Regions from separate parts of the Danio rerio genome. Here region 2 is linked to region 1. A link is a contact called in public HiCAR-type data. All regions are on one chromosome and are shown on one strand. The core of a region is the stretch at or near the end of the contact, and the rest is flanking DNA. Distances in the headings are between cores, read along the strand shown. Region 1 holds the start of capn10 (calpain 10). Region 2 holds the start of camsap2b (calmodulin regulated spectrin-associated protein family, member 2b).

The links. HiCAR-type assays count read pairs that join an accessible place to other places.
Region 2: a HiCAR-type map of caudal fin shows a contact between it and region 1, with 7 times the contacts expected there. The contact joins the promoter of camsap2b here to the promoter of capn10 in region 1. A contact is called at or near these places in 4 of 18 Hi-C or Micro-C datasets (caudal fin, embryo, hematopoietic stem cells and 1 more) and 2 of 4 datasets of contacts at active chromatin or transcription factors (caudal fin and embryo).

Annotation. Positions count from the first base shown.
Region 1 is chr2:48,359,386-48,365,507 of GRCz12tu, reverse strand. It overlaps capn10 (calpain 10), which reads left to right and starts at 3,885. Exons shown (of 15, transcript XM_073929582.1): 1 at 3,885-3,980. It overlaps ccl20a.3 (chemokine (C-C motif) ligand 20a, duplicate 3), which reads right to left and starts at 5,553. Exons shown (of 4, transcript NM_001136254.2): 1 at 5,321-5,553; 2 at 4,071-4,170; 3 at 3,896-3,973; 4 at 3,590-3,808. The coding sequence starts at 5,399. The coding sequence ends at 3,766. It overlaps LOC101886114 (a long non-coding RNA gene), which reads left to right. Exons shown (of 3, transcript XR_012393934.1): 3 at 782-1,124.
Region 2 is chr2:48,491,246-48,497,367 of GRCz12tu, reverse strand. camsap2b (calmodulin regulated spectrin-associated protein family, member 2b) reads right to left here and starts at 3,286. Exons shown (of 18, transcript XM_073929906.1): 1 at 3,180-3,286.

The DNA of each region.
Region 1 (6,122 bases), core at 2,636-5,135:
TAAATATTGAGCTGTTTTTATTCAAGATGCTTTCAAAAGAGCTATCAAAGAGGAGCAAAACACAATGTCCATTGCATATGCTGGTTAAGATTTTTTTTTTATCCTGTCTTAAATTTGGACAATATCAAATGAAATAACAACAACCATCTGAATACCTTAAAGTCTGTGTGAACTGGAAATTGCTGAGACCACATAATGATGGCCTTACAAAAAAAAAAAAAAAAACAGAATATTGAGGTCAAACTGATGTCAACAGAGAATGACAGCCATTCCAAACGCGGAAGCAAATGGTCAAATTTAGTTTGAAGATTACCAAAACAAACTTTTTGTTCAGTGGATTAAATTATGGATTAATTATTCACTTAAAGAATATAGTGTGTTAGCAAAATACACATTGTAGCCTTCATTTTGATTTAACCTGGGCTTTAAAAGTTCATTATTTATTCTAAATGTCTATCAAAGATGAAAAGAATGATCATGTGACAATAAATCAATAAATGTCCAACGCCTAAATCGGGATTTGAACTCTGAAATAGCCTAGTTATCTAATTCTTAGGTCTTTATCTACTAGAATTTTGGCTGGTGTGAACAGCAATTACCACTATACGTGTTTGAGTTCATGTGCAGGGGAAGTTTGCCGTGCGATTGCTTAAAAGGAAAGATTAAAGCTGGGCAAGTGGAGCTGTTTTGTTGTTGAATTCCTGACTTTCTCTCTCTCTCTGTGTGTGTGTGTCTGTGTGTGTGTGTGTGTGTGTGTGTGTGTTTCTTCATTATTTAACAGGAAGTCCTCTGTACAGCCGTGCAGAGACGAATGATGTCATATAGTCACGGATTGACTGAAGAGCGTCGCTGGTAATTAAACCACTCAGCCTCAGGAAGTGTGTGCTTTTGAGTCCAAAATGGCTACAAAATGTCCCAAGAAGTTGCCAAAAAAGACAAATGATCCATTAAGGGATTCTTTTAACTCACCAAAGAGTAATTGATGTGTTTTGTATATAGCTAAAGTTAGCCTAAGTCAAGGCAAGTCAACATGCTAATAAGATATAGCCTATAGCTAATTAGGCTATAAATAGGTCTCGAGTTCTTCAAGGAGGTTTCCGTCCAAAAAGATGTTCACTTCAAAGGTAAAAAAAATAAATGAGTAAATTGGTGTTTGAAAGGTTATCTGAATAAAATCCTTGTTTTGGCTAAATATTCAAGTTCTAAAGTGTTTTAGGCTACTAAAAATGGAAACATGTTCTGCTACAGTGTAACATAATTTCTTTTTGAAAAGTGTATATTATATTTTAGGTAGGCTACTTTATTTTTTGTATTTGATATGTGAGTACTTTAGGCTATGTCTGATAATCTTCATTTTCCCTAAACTATTGTCTTTTAATGTTGACAACACACTGTTGATCATTTTTTATGGTACTTTTATTGAAAGTATTGCAACATTTTGTGTAATCTGATGGTATGGAAATGCTTCTGAGCCCAGAAGAGGTCACTGGGGAAGGTGCCAGTAAGTTGTAGGGAATAAAATTAAAGAGTATTGATAGTATATACAAAGGAAGAGTACTAAATAAGGCTATAATGACTGTCAATGATGAGAGACAACCTTTATCAAATATCTTCCAGTTGTTACCATCAGGTCGTCGATACTGTGTTAGCAGATGAGCAAGAAATAAGACAAAATTATCACTTATACTTCAAGCAATTAAGTTTTTAAATTTCTCCTCTCTCGATGGCTAGTAGACTGGATATTTATTTAGAGTAGGGCTGCCATGTTTTTAAATGATTGATTTATATATAGTATATATGTCAGATGTGTCTGTGAGTGTATGCTGCAAATGAAATCTCCCTATGGACAAATATAAGTTAACCAACAAACTACTTTTGTGTTTCACAGACAAATAAAAAACGTGAATTTACATTAACATGAGGTAAATTATGAAAGAATTATAATTTTTGAAAATTTTGGTAGGCTTTGCTTTTGTTTCTTCATGTAACCTTCTATCTCCATGCACATAAACTGCTTAAACAATCTAAGGTTGGCCTACTAATAAATTAAATAAATCAACAAATTGCATAATAATCTCGTTCTTTTTTTAATATATTTTTTATAGTTTTTATTTTTGTACAGAAATTTCCAGAACCTTTTCACAATCAAAAAACAATTAAAAATTATATTTAAAAAGAAAATACAGTTATTAAATGATATTGCATCAATTTGCTAGCTTTTAGGAATAGTTTATACAATTATGAAAGAAAAAGAAGACAAAATTAACTTTATTAATTAGCTCTGTTGTTTCTGCAGTTTCTGGGTCAATAGAGTCAATATTTTATTTTATAGAGGAGGGCGACACCATGTGGATATTTTGAGATTATTATTATAATTTTTTTAGTCTGTATAAAGTTCGCCCTACAGGAAAAGAACAATGCGTTAAGTATTCATTTGACAGATTATCTTTCAAGTTTGTTTATTAAACTACGGAGCTGATCTGCTGCATTCCAGCGTTTCATCATAGATGATGCAATAAAGTTATTTCCCAGAGATTAAAGTGTGCATGCAAGGGGAATTTTTGTCTCTTAAGCCTTACTATTAGCTCATTCATTAACTTTCTATATTTTAGCCAATTACTGACCATTATTCAAATAAACTCGCATTCTTGTATTACTGCATGAATTCCGCTGCACTTCAGTCTATTCTCTTCCTTTGTGTCATGAAATATGGGTAAATAATTCAAGATATACTGTAGTTCATCTGCTGATTTAATGTAAGCATTGTTATATTATTACATCCGCTGATTTAATATAAGCATTTACAGTGCTCAGCATAATTAAGGATACCCCATTTTGAAAATACATTTTTTTTTTATCGATTTCTCAGTGAATATTGGCAATGTATTTTGGTGCATTTAAACAACAGATTTATTAAACAATTGAAATTAAGATAATACAGTTAAATTCAAGCAAAACATTAAACAAAAATTTATTAAAAACTACAAAACCTTAACAATTCTTTTTTCATTTTTTTGCTTCTTTTGATTTTTTCTCTTTTAAATTTTTAATTAATATTTTTCTATAACTTTTAAATATGGCTGTACTAGTTTTTGAACTGTTATCATAAGTTATTTTGTTAGATAAGCTCCAGATTTGGCTTCAGTACTGACTAATCTAATGCATATGCACAAATATTGTATAGCTTCCTATTGAAAATATGAATTTTAAAGAGATTTTTGAGGGGTGAGCTTACACGCTGAGCACTGTATATTTTATTATTACATTGCTGATTTAATGTAAGCATTTCACTGCACATAATACGGTGTTGTTTGACTGTATGTGACAATTCAAATTTGAATTTGAATATTCAAAATTAATTTTTTCATGTGCAAGTATTCATAGAGTTTTTTTTCCACCTTGGCATTGTTTAAATGAACACGCTTTTAATACAGTCACAGATTAAATGTCATATAATATAATATTCTATATATATTTTTTTATATGCAGTATAATAATATTTTTTAATTATTTGTTTAAATTATTTTAAAATAATTAAAATAGTAAATAGTAAAATAGTAAATAAATAAACACAAAAGACAAGGTTTCACTTTACATGGAAAAATTAATTTAATGCATTGGTTTTAAAAAAAAGTACACAAAAAATAAACACTATAAAATACATATAATAGATTTAAAACGCATATAAAAATATGCAGACATATCAAATTTCATAAAGAAATAGATTCTTGTAATAACATCTGTTTAGTCACTGGAGTTGTCAGATTAAGCTTTGGAATTCTTTTTGTTGATTGCTTGCACCTTCTCCCTGTACAACAGAAAGACAGAAAATAAACGTTAGATCAATGCATTTCAGTTAATTATTGTTCATTTATCCACAGCAGTCGAGCTTTACCTCAGCTTACGGATGCTTTCCATCACCCAGCCTTTGGACGGGTCTGTGCAAATGTTCTTGCCTCCGTTTGTGTGGAATCTGTCAGGTAAATGAGCATCTTTCAGTTCATTTTTCTGATTTTTATCAAGAGCTTAATCATATATGATGCACTACATAGGATGAATGCAGTACTTACATGACAGCATTAATGTGGCAGCTTCTTGTAATGGTCTGAATGGAATATCCTTTGATTAATGACATCGGGATCATTCCTTTGGTATACTTTCTGCAACACGCTGTAAAAAGCACGCAAATTGAGTTTATTTTGTGATGTGAATAGAATTAAAATAATCTTTAAAATTAACTAATGATTATGCTTTCATAGTTGATTGATTAGATTAAGATTTGTAATCTTTGTGTTATTGTTGTTGTATTACAGGCTTTTAAAAATGTTATATTTAAATATGCAAATAAGGAATTATTTATAATTTTTATACATTTTGCACCAAAAATTTGATTGATTTGTACATATTAAGTTTTGGGAATCTCTTTTTACAACTCCCTAATTCTTGAAATACTGTGAAATGGCAGAAAATGAATAAATTTACCCAATTTTTGTTAAATAAAATGGTTGTTTTTGAATTTAGTTAAAAATAAAGCTGTGGTCTAATAATAATTAAATGTCTTTGCCAATAATATGAATAATTAATTAATTATTATTAATAAAACGGCCAAAAAGTGTCTATTTAAGTCTATTGAACTGCTAATTTTGAGGAAAATCTTGCTCCTTTTTGCTTGTATTTAGTCCAAATATCTAACAATCCTTAAATCAAAAAGCATCTTCTAGTAAAGATAAAAATATTGTCTTGTTTTTAGAGATTATGAGCTAAATTGATTATGATTAAATGATTTCTCATAATTAAAACAAAATAATCTTGTTTTAATAATCCTTAGGCATAATAATCCTGTTTTAAAATTATTTTGCTTACCCCGCAGATTATTAAGCTTGTTATTAAATTAAGTAAAATTAAATACATTTTGACACGTTATGTTTGAAAACAAGACAATATTTTTGATTGTATAGAAAATGCCTCTTGAGTTAAGAATATTTCGATATTTGGACTAGAAACAAGTCAAAAAACATTTATTTTGGTGCATGTATACTGTAACTTCAATCTACGGACCCAAACTAATAAAAAAACATAACAAAATACTTTTTTTAAAACCAAAATTCAACTAAGGTGAGTGTTTTTTATCTTCACACAGCAAAAAAAAAAAAAACACAACAAAAAGCCCCAAATCTGCACATTTTATTTGATTTTTACATTTCACAATATGAACCTATTATTTTTTAATCAAATCAACATCTCCGAGAAGCAAATAGCTTATTCCAGTAAAAGGAATAAAATCCAAAATAAGTGCTAAAATAAGACAAAATGTACTTACACACAGCTGCAGCATCAGTACACAGTAAACCCAGCGCCACGATTGTCAGCACCATCACACACGCTGAAATCCGACTCATTTTCTCTCTGTTCTTCTGTCTGTGTGTTTAAGATGTTTAGAGCAAGAGGCAGATGAGAATTAGGGCAGGTGAGAAGAGATTTATATACATGCAGACTCAGGGGAAAAAACCAACAGGGCTTTCCATGCATACGTAAACAGCAGCACATGTGTACAAACAAAAAAAAAAACAGCACAAAAGCAAAGCCGCAATGTGATCTTATCTGGCCTGTCAGTCAAAAAGGTGCAACGAGGAAGCAGCAGAGAGGAAAAACTGGCCTGGAAAATACAGAACATGGTTATTTAGTTTACTTCCCTGAAAGAGAGTGAGAGTGAGAGAGTGAACACTGAACCATTTGAATTGTTTCCTTTGGTGAATTGATAGAAACAATGTTGGAAACTCCGAGTGGACTTTAGGTTCAAACTGAAGGTCAAAGGAACAAAGAACAAATTTAGGACTGGATATTTGCCCAAAATTTTTACCTTTAGTTTGAGGATGTTGTGTGTATAAACATGAATACCTTGATTCAGTCAGATTACTTTTGTAGTTTTTATATTATTTTTATTATTTATTTTTATTTTTATAGTAGTATTATATTGCTGTATAGGGTTTTCCTTTACATTTGATTTAATGTGTTCATCAGTGTGCATTTTAAACATGTTCAAGCTTTCTTGAGAATCTAACCTTGCTGTTTTTAGAAACACTAAAGTAAAACAAAATACACTCAAAACTGATAACAGCAAT
Region 2 (6,122 bases), core at 2,037-4,536, 130 kb before region 1:
AAATCTGAGAGCTCTCTTTTCCTCCATAGACAACAACATTCTCGACTTCACATCTTCAAAACAGATCATATTAATTTAATGGTTTAATCTGAATATGAAGAGTTCAGGTGCAAAAAAACTTTAAGTGCAACCTTCTGCAATTTCCATCAAAAATTTGCAGCCTCCTGTTTATGTTTGTATGTGATATTTCACTTTAAAGACAAAGAAAATGACTTATTCCTTGCCATAAAAGTGATATTACTGAACATACACACAGGAGCCTGATAAAAAAAAATAATTTTAGAGGAAAATTTTAGATGGCATTTAGAGGTTTTTGCACCTAAACTCCTCATATTATAATGCTACGAGAATATTTTTGTGTGCACATAAAACAGAAATCATGAACTATTTTTAATGAGGTGATACATTAGAGGTGTGCTTTCTTAAATGCACAATATACTGACATTGAGGAGAAGAAACAGTTATATTGTATATAAGAATATAATATGAATATTGTTTTGTATTGTCTGTTTTGATGGGGATTTTTAATATTTTTCTTGACGTAGAGCTTCTTGTGACCATAGGGAAGAGAGCTCTCAGATTTCACCTGAAAATTTTTTAATTTGTGTTCTGAAGATAATTAAAGGTTTCCGGAAATTGGAACAACACAAGGGTGAGGAATTAATACCTTACTTTTCATTTTTGCATGAAACATTCATTCAAACATTTGCACAATTAAATAATACTTTTTTTTTTTAACTCCAGTCAGTCTCAAATGTAATAAAAAAAAAGGTCAGATCCTGCACATTTATTTAAAACATTCATTCTTGACATACAAACATTTCCACAATTTGTGAAAATCATTTTAACAATAGTAACATCTAAATAAAGCGGAACAGATTTACAATCTATTACTTTGTTTAAATAGTTGGGTTAAAAATACTGCAACATATAACCCAACTATAGGTTATTATAGCACCTTCCTAACTATGTGTTATTTTTAACCCAATGCATTGGGTTATTTTGATTAAATGTTATTTTTTTCCATTCTGGTATTACTATTGCTACTATTACTGAATTACTATAACTATTACTATTATATTGAAAATGCTTTATTTCCATTTCATTTTAGTTCCAGAAACTTTTGTTAAAACAAATCAAGAATCACAATCAATGAATAACAAAGGGGAGACAGTTATAAACTGTGCAAGCAGAAAATCATGTGCAGAATATGGAGCTCTGTTTGCTGTAGAGGCTGTTCAGCAGCTGCAGAAGGCTTCACTCAGTGTCCACAATGTACAATACATTTTAACAACATCCAAACGCATTAAAACGCTTCTAAAAGATGATCTCGGATGGTAAAACAGATATAAAAACCACGACGCAGAGGTCAATTGTTAAAAATAACAACAAAATTGCACAAAACACAAAAACAACATTATGCACGTTTAATACAGCTGTTTTGTGTCAGTTAAATCAGTTGTTGAAATTCAAATTTTTAACCCAACTGATGGAATTATTAAATAAATACCCAAAATAAAGGTTAAAAATAACCCAACAAAGCACCAAATATTTAACTCAACTGGTTGAGTTATTAATAAATAACCTAATAAAGGTTAAAAAAAACAACAACAACAAAGCACCAAATATTTAATTCAACTGGTTGAGTTATTAATAAATACCTAATAAAGGTTAAAAATAACCCAACAAAGCACCAAATATGTTTAACTCAAGCATTGGGTTAAATAAATAACTCATTGTTTTTTAGAGTGTATGTTACTTGCTGTACTGTTACTGTGGTGATATTATTTACCTCTTCTTTAAAGTGGTTTAAATTTAATTGTTTACTCATTTGTTCTACTAATACTAGCAGTGAATGTTATAAATTTGGTGTTTCTCAGTGATTCTGTTCACCCATATTCACTCTGATTTTAGCTTAAACCTTCATTCTTGAATCACACAAACACTCACTCGCTTTCTTTCTACTTGCTCCTTTCTATATCAGGGGAATGATCCGCCTCATGCAAACATATTTCACAATTTTTACAACTATTGTCAAAACTGTACAAGTTCTAGTTCAATTAATCAGAGATTTAATGTATTATTTATATTTCTCTTTTTTTTAAATAATCATATTGTACACTAGCATTAAGCCACTTGTTGCCATCATTTACAGCATTTGTGGTATAAAAATAACAACAAAAAACATATCATGCTTTCAGTCATGATTATATTCATTAATAGACAACACAACACCTGATAAATAATTGATCAACTTCAGAAAGGTGGAATATATGCTTAAATAACCTTGATTTTTGATCACAAAGCATTTTATGGAAACAAAAATGTCAGTATTGATACATATTAAGCCAACTATTTATAGCCTATGTCAGGGGTCTCCAAACTCAGTCCTGGAGGGCCGGCGTCCTGCTGAGTTAAGCTACAACTTGCTTTAACACACCTGCCAGGAAATGTCAAGTACAGTATATCTGAGCTTGATTAGCTGGTTCAGGTGTATTTGATTAGGGTTAGAGCTAAACTCTCTAGGACACCCCTTGGCCTATGCGATAAGCATGCTTTTGTTTGAGTTTAAAAGAGAAGGCAGAATGAAATAGTATTTAAAAAATCCTATGATGACTAATAATTTGGGTTGTTTAAAAATAAAAAAAGTCATAAGCATTGACATTGATAACATGGAGTCTTAACTTTGACATTTAAATAAAGTAGAGTTTTTTTTTTTTTATCTGTGCAATGGTGATGCAGGTTGTGTGTGTTAGCAGGAGTCATAAATCTTTCTCTTCCTCAGACAGGAAGGGGTGTGACCTCTGACTATCAGCTCTGGAGAATAGCTGTAATTATTGCCTTCAACCACATACACAAGCCTTTCATCACACAAACACACGCTCACACAAGCTTTTTATGTGTGAGAGAGCAAGCCCGTTTTAAAGCAGAGAGAGAGAGAGAGAAAGAGAGAGAGAGAGAGAGAGAGAGAGAGAGAGAGAGAGAGAGAGTTTTCCACCCAGATGTGACTGAATCTCTCCTGCTAAATTTAGCCATATTGGCTGCTGTTACTCACTGCTCAAGCTTCTGACCCAGCTGAATGACATCACGCCCGTCAGCTCTTTATGTGCGTTGAATCATGACGATTTTGTCCAAAAATAGTAATTTACTAATTCATTATTTCAGTTTCCAATGGTCACCTGTTTGCGTCTTTCCATTTCACAAAATCTGGGCCAACTGTACTGTCCACACAGAGAAATGTTGTGAGATGTCGCCATCCAGCGGACACCGGAAAACAACCTGCTGCAGTTGGATTGAGGGATTTCGCTCATAATTTAACCCTTGTGCACTGTTTAAATTTACTACCCTTTTGTTATTTTCAGGATAACAACATCCACTGAATTAAACTGCTGTAATTATGCATCAGATAAATAAATATTATATATATATATATATATATATATATATATATATATATATATATATATATATATATATATATATATATATATATATAACATATATATATATATATGAATATATATAATATCAGTCCCGATCAAAAGTACTAAATTGTTTGGAAAATTATATAATTTTAACTCTTTAATTGGCAAATTCACAAATAATTTCACTGATTTGGTGAAAAGAAATCACACAAAATGACGTATTTTCAATATAAAAAGTCATTGTGGACTGAATTTTTAAAAACTTTAAACAGAGTCTTGGACATGTCAACAATTAGTAACAACATTGGCTTTAATGCATTGTTGGATTTACATTTTTTTTCTCCCTGATTTACTGTTGGTGGCTGTTTTTGCCCTGTTGACTTACATTATAATCACCTTTGATGGTGCATAAATACACAGTCTTTATTTTTATTATTCCAACAGTAAAAACTGACAAATTTGACCTCTTTCAGGGAAAACCACCAACAATCAAAAACGCATGATCATATGGTGTCATGGTTTTGTAATAAAAAAGATGTGTAATTAATGAAAGTCATCAGGGCAAAAACAGCCACCAACAGTAAGTTAGGGAGAATAAAATAAAAATGAATTTAAAAAAAAACAATGCATCAAAGGCAATTATGTTACACAGGTCCAAGACTTTGATAAAAGATTTTTTAAAATAATGATAATAATTTATGAGTTTATGATTTGCTGGATCAGTTGGTGGTTCATTCTGCTGTGGCGACCCCAGGTTTATAAGGGGACTAAGCCGAAAAGAAAATGAATGAATGAAATTTCTGAATTTGGCAATTAAAGAGTTAAAATCCTATAATTTTCTCAACAATTTAATAGTTTTGATTAGGACTGAGGTTTATTATTAACAGATTAATGCAAAAAAAAAATGTATCTGATGCATATTTACAGCAGTTTAATTCAGTGGATGTTTTCGTTTTCATCCCGAACATAACAAAAGGGTAGTAAATTTGCTCAGAGTGTATTGTTGAGTTTTCTTTAAAAAAAAAATTAAAAATTAAAGCATTTTCTCAAAATGTGTCAAAATAAGATTTGTCACCATAAATCATTCTGCTAGCTGAAACACAGAGAAAGTTATGGCTAAATTAAGACTCAAAATCACCCCAGAGTGGATAAAAACATCCCCAAAAGAACATAAGGGTTAAGAAAAAATATTTAAAGCATCTTTGGGGTGGAAGAACCTTTCAAAATATGGGATATGTATGGTAACTAAAAAGGCCCAGCTCTTCTGGTTTGTGGTGTGAAACAATAACCCCCGGTTTCACAAAGAAGGTTTAAGGCTAGTCAAGGTTAAATTGCAAGTTTGAGCTGTTTCAACTTAAAATAACTTGATGTCAGTGTGATATTTGTCTCCAGGTGCACACCAATAATATATTTTTCTAAGGCCATTTTTTTTAATGTGTCTTAAATAGCCTAATTTAACTATGGCCTATAGTCCTGGCTTAATCTAAGCTCTGTTTGTGAAACTGGGCCTGGGAGTGGCAAACACAGTGGAAGCTAGCTAGTGAAGTGTTGTGCAGGTAAACCATAGGGCCATGGTCTCAGGTCAGAGTGGGTTGGGTTGCGTAGGACACATTGGATACATTGGATGGCATGGATACATTGGTGCCGTAACCCGGATGGGAGTGAGGTTTAGGGGAGTGAGTGTACTAGCGGAGGCCAGCTAGTGAAGTGCTGTGCAGGTAAACCTCACTCCTCTGACTTCTAAAGGTGCTAGCAATAGACACTAGAGGCCATGGTCTTTAGCCTGCTTGTTAGAACAACCAACTTCCATGCAAAAAGTTCCTGGTGTAAAATTGGTGGAGTTACATATACATATAAATAAAGTTGGATTCAGAATTATTAACCCCTCTCTTGAATTTTTTTTCTTTCTTGTGCTTCTTTTTTTTCTTTTTCTTTTTTAATATTTCCCAAATGATGTTTAACAGAGCAAGGAAATTTTCACAGTATGTCTGATAATATTTTTCTTCTGGAGAAAGTTGTTTTATTATGGCTAGAATAAAAGCAGTTTTTTTTTAAAAATTATTAAAAAAACATTTTAAAGTTAACAATATCAGCCCCTTTAAGCTTTATATTTTTTCAATTGTCTACAGAACATAGCATTGTTATACCATGACTTGCCTAATTACCCTAATAAGCCTTTAAATGTCACTTTAAGCTGTAAAGAAGTGTCTTGAAAAATATTTTTAAAAAAAATAACAGTGAAATATTTTTTACTGTCATCATGGCAAAGATAAAATTAATCAATTATTAGAAATGAGTTATTAAAACTATTATGATTAGAAATGAGTTGAAAAAAATCTGTTAAACAGAAATTCGGGGGGAAAAATTGGGCTAATAATTCTGACTTCAACTATATATATATATATATATATATATATATATATATATATATATATATATATATATATATATATATATATATATATATATACACACACGCCCCAATTTCCCAATTTGACCAGCAGAGGGTGCTGCTGCGCTACAGGTAGCTATCAGTGCTGACTTCTAAAAACAACATAACTTGGAATAGTTTAGGTTTACCACAGTTATGGAATGTGCCCAGCCTACAGAAACAATTTAAGTAATGGTGTGCTGATGTTGTACTTGCCAAATAAGCAATTGCTGTTTTAACTAAGTGTTTTATAATGGTAAACACCA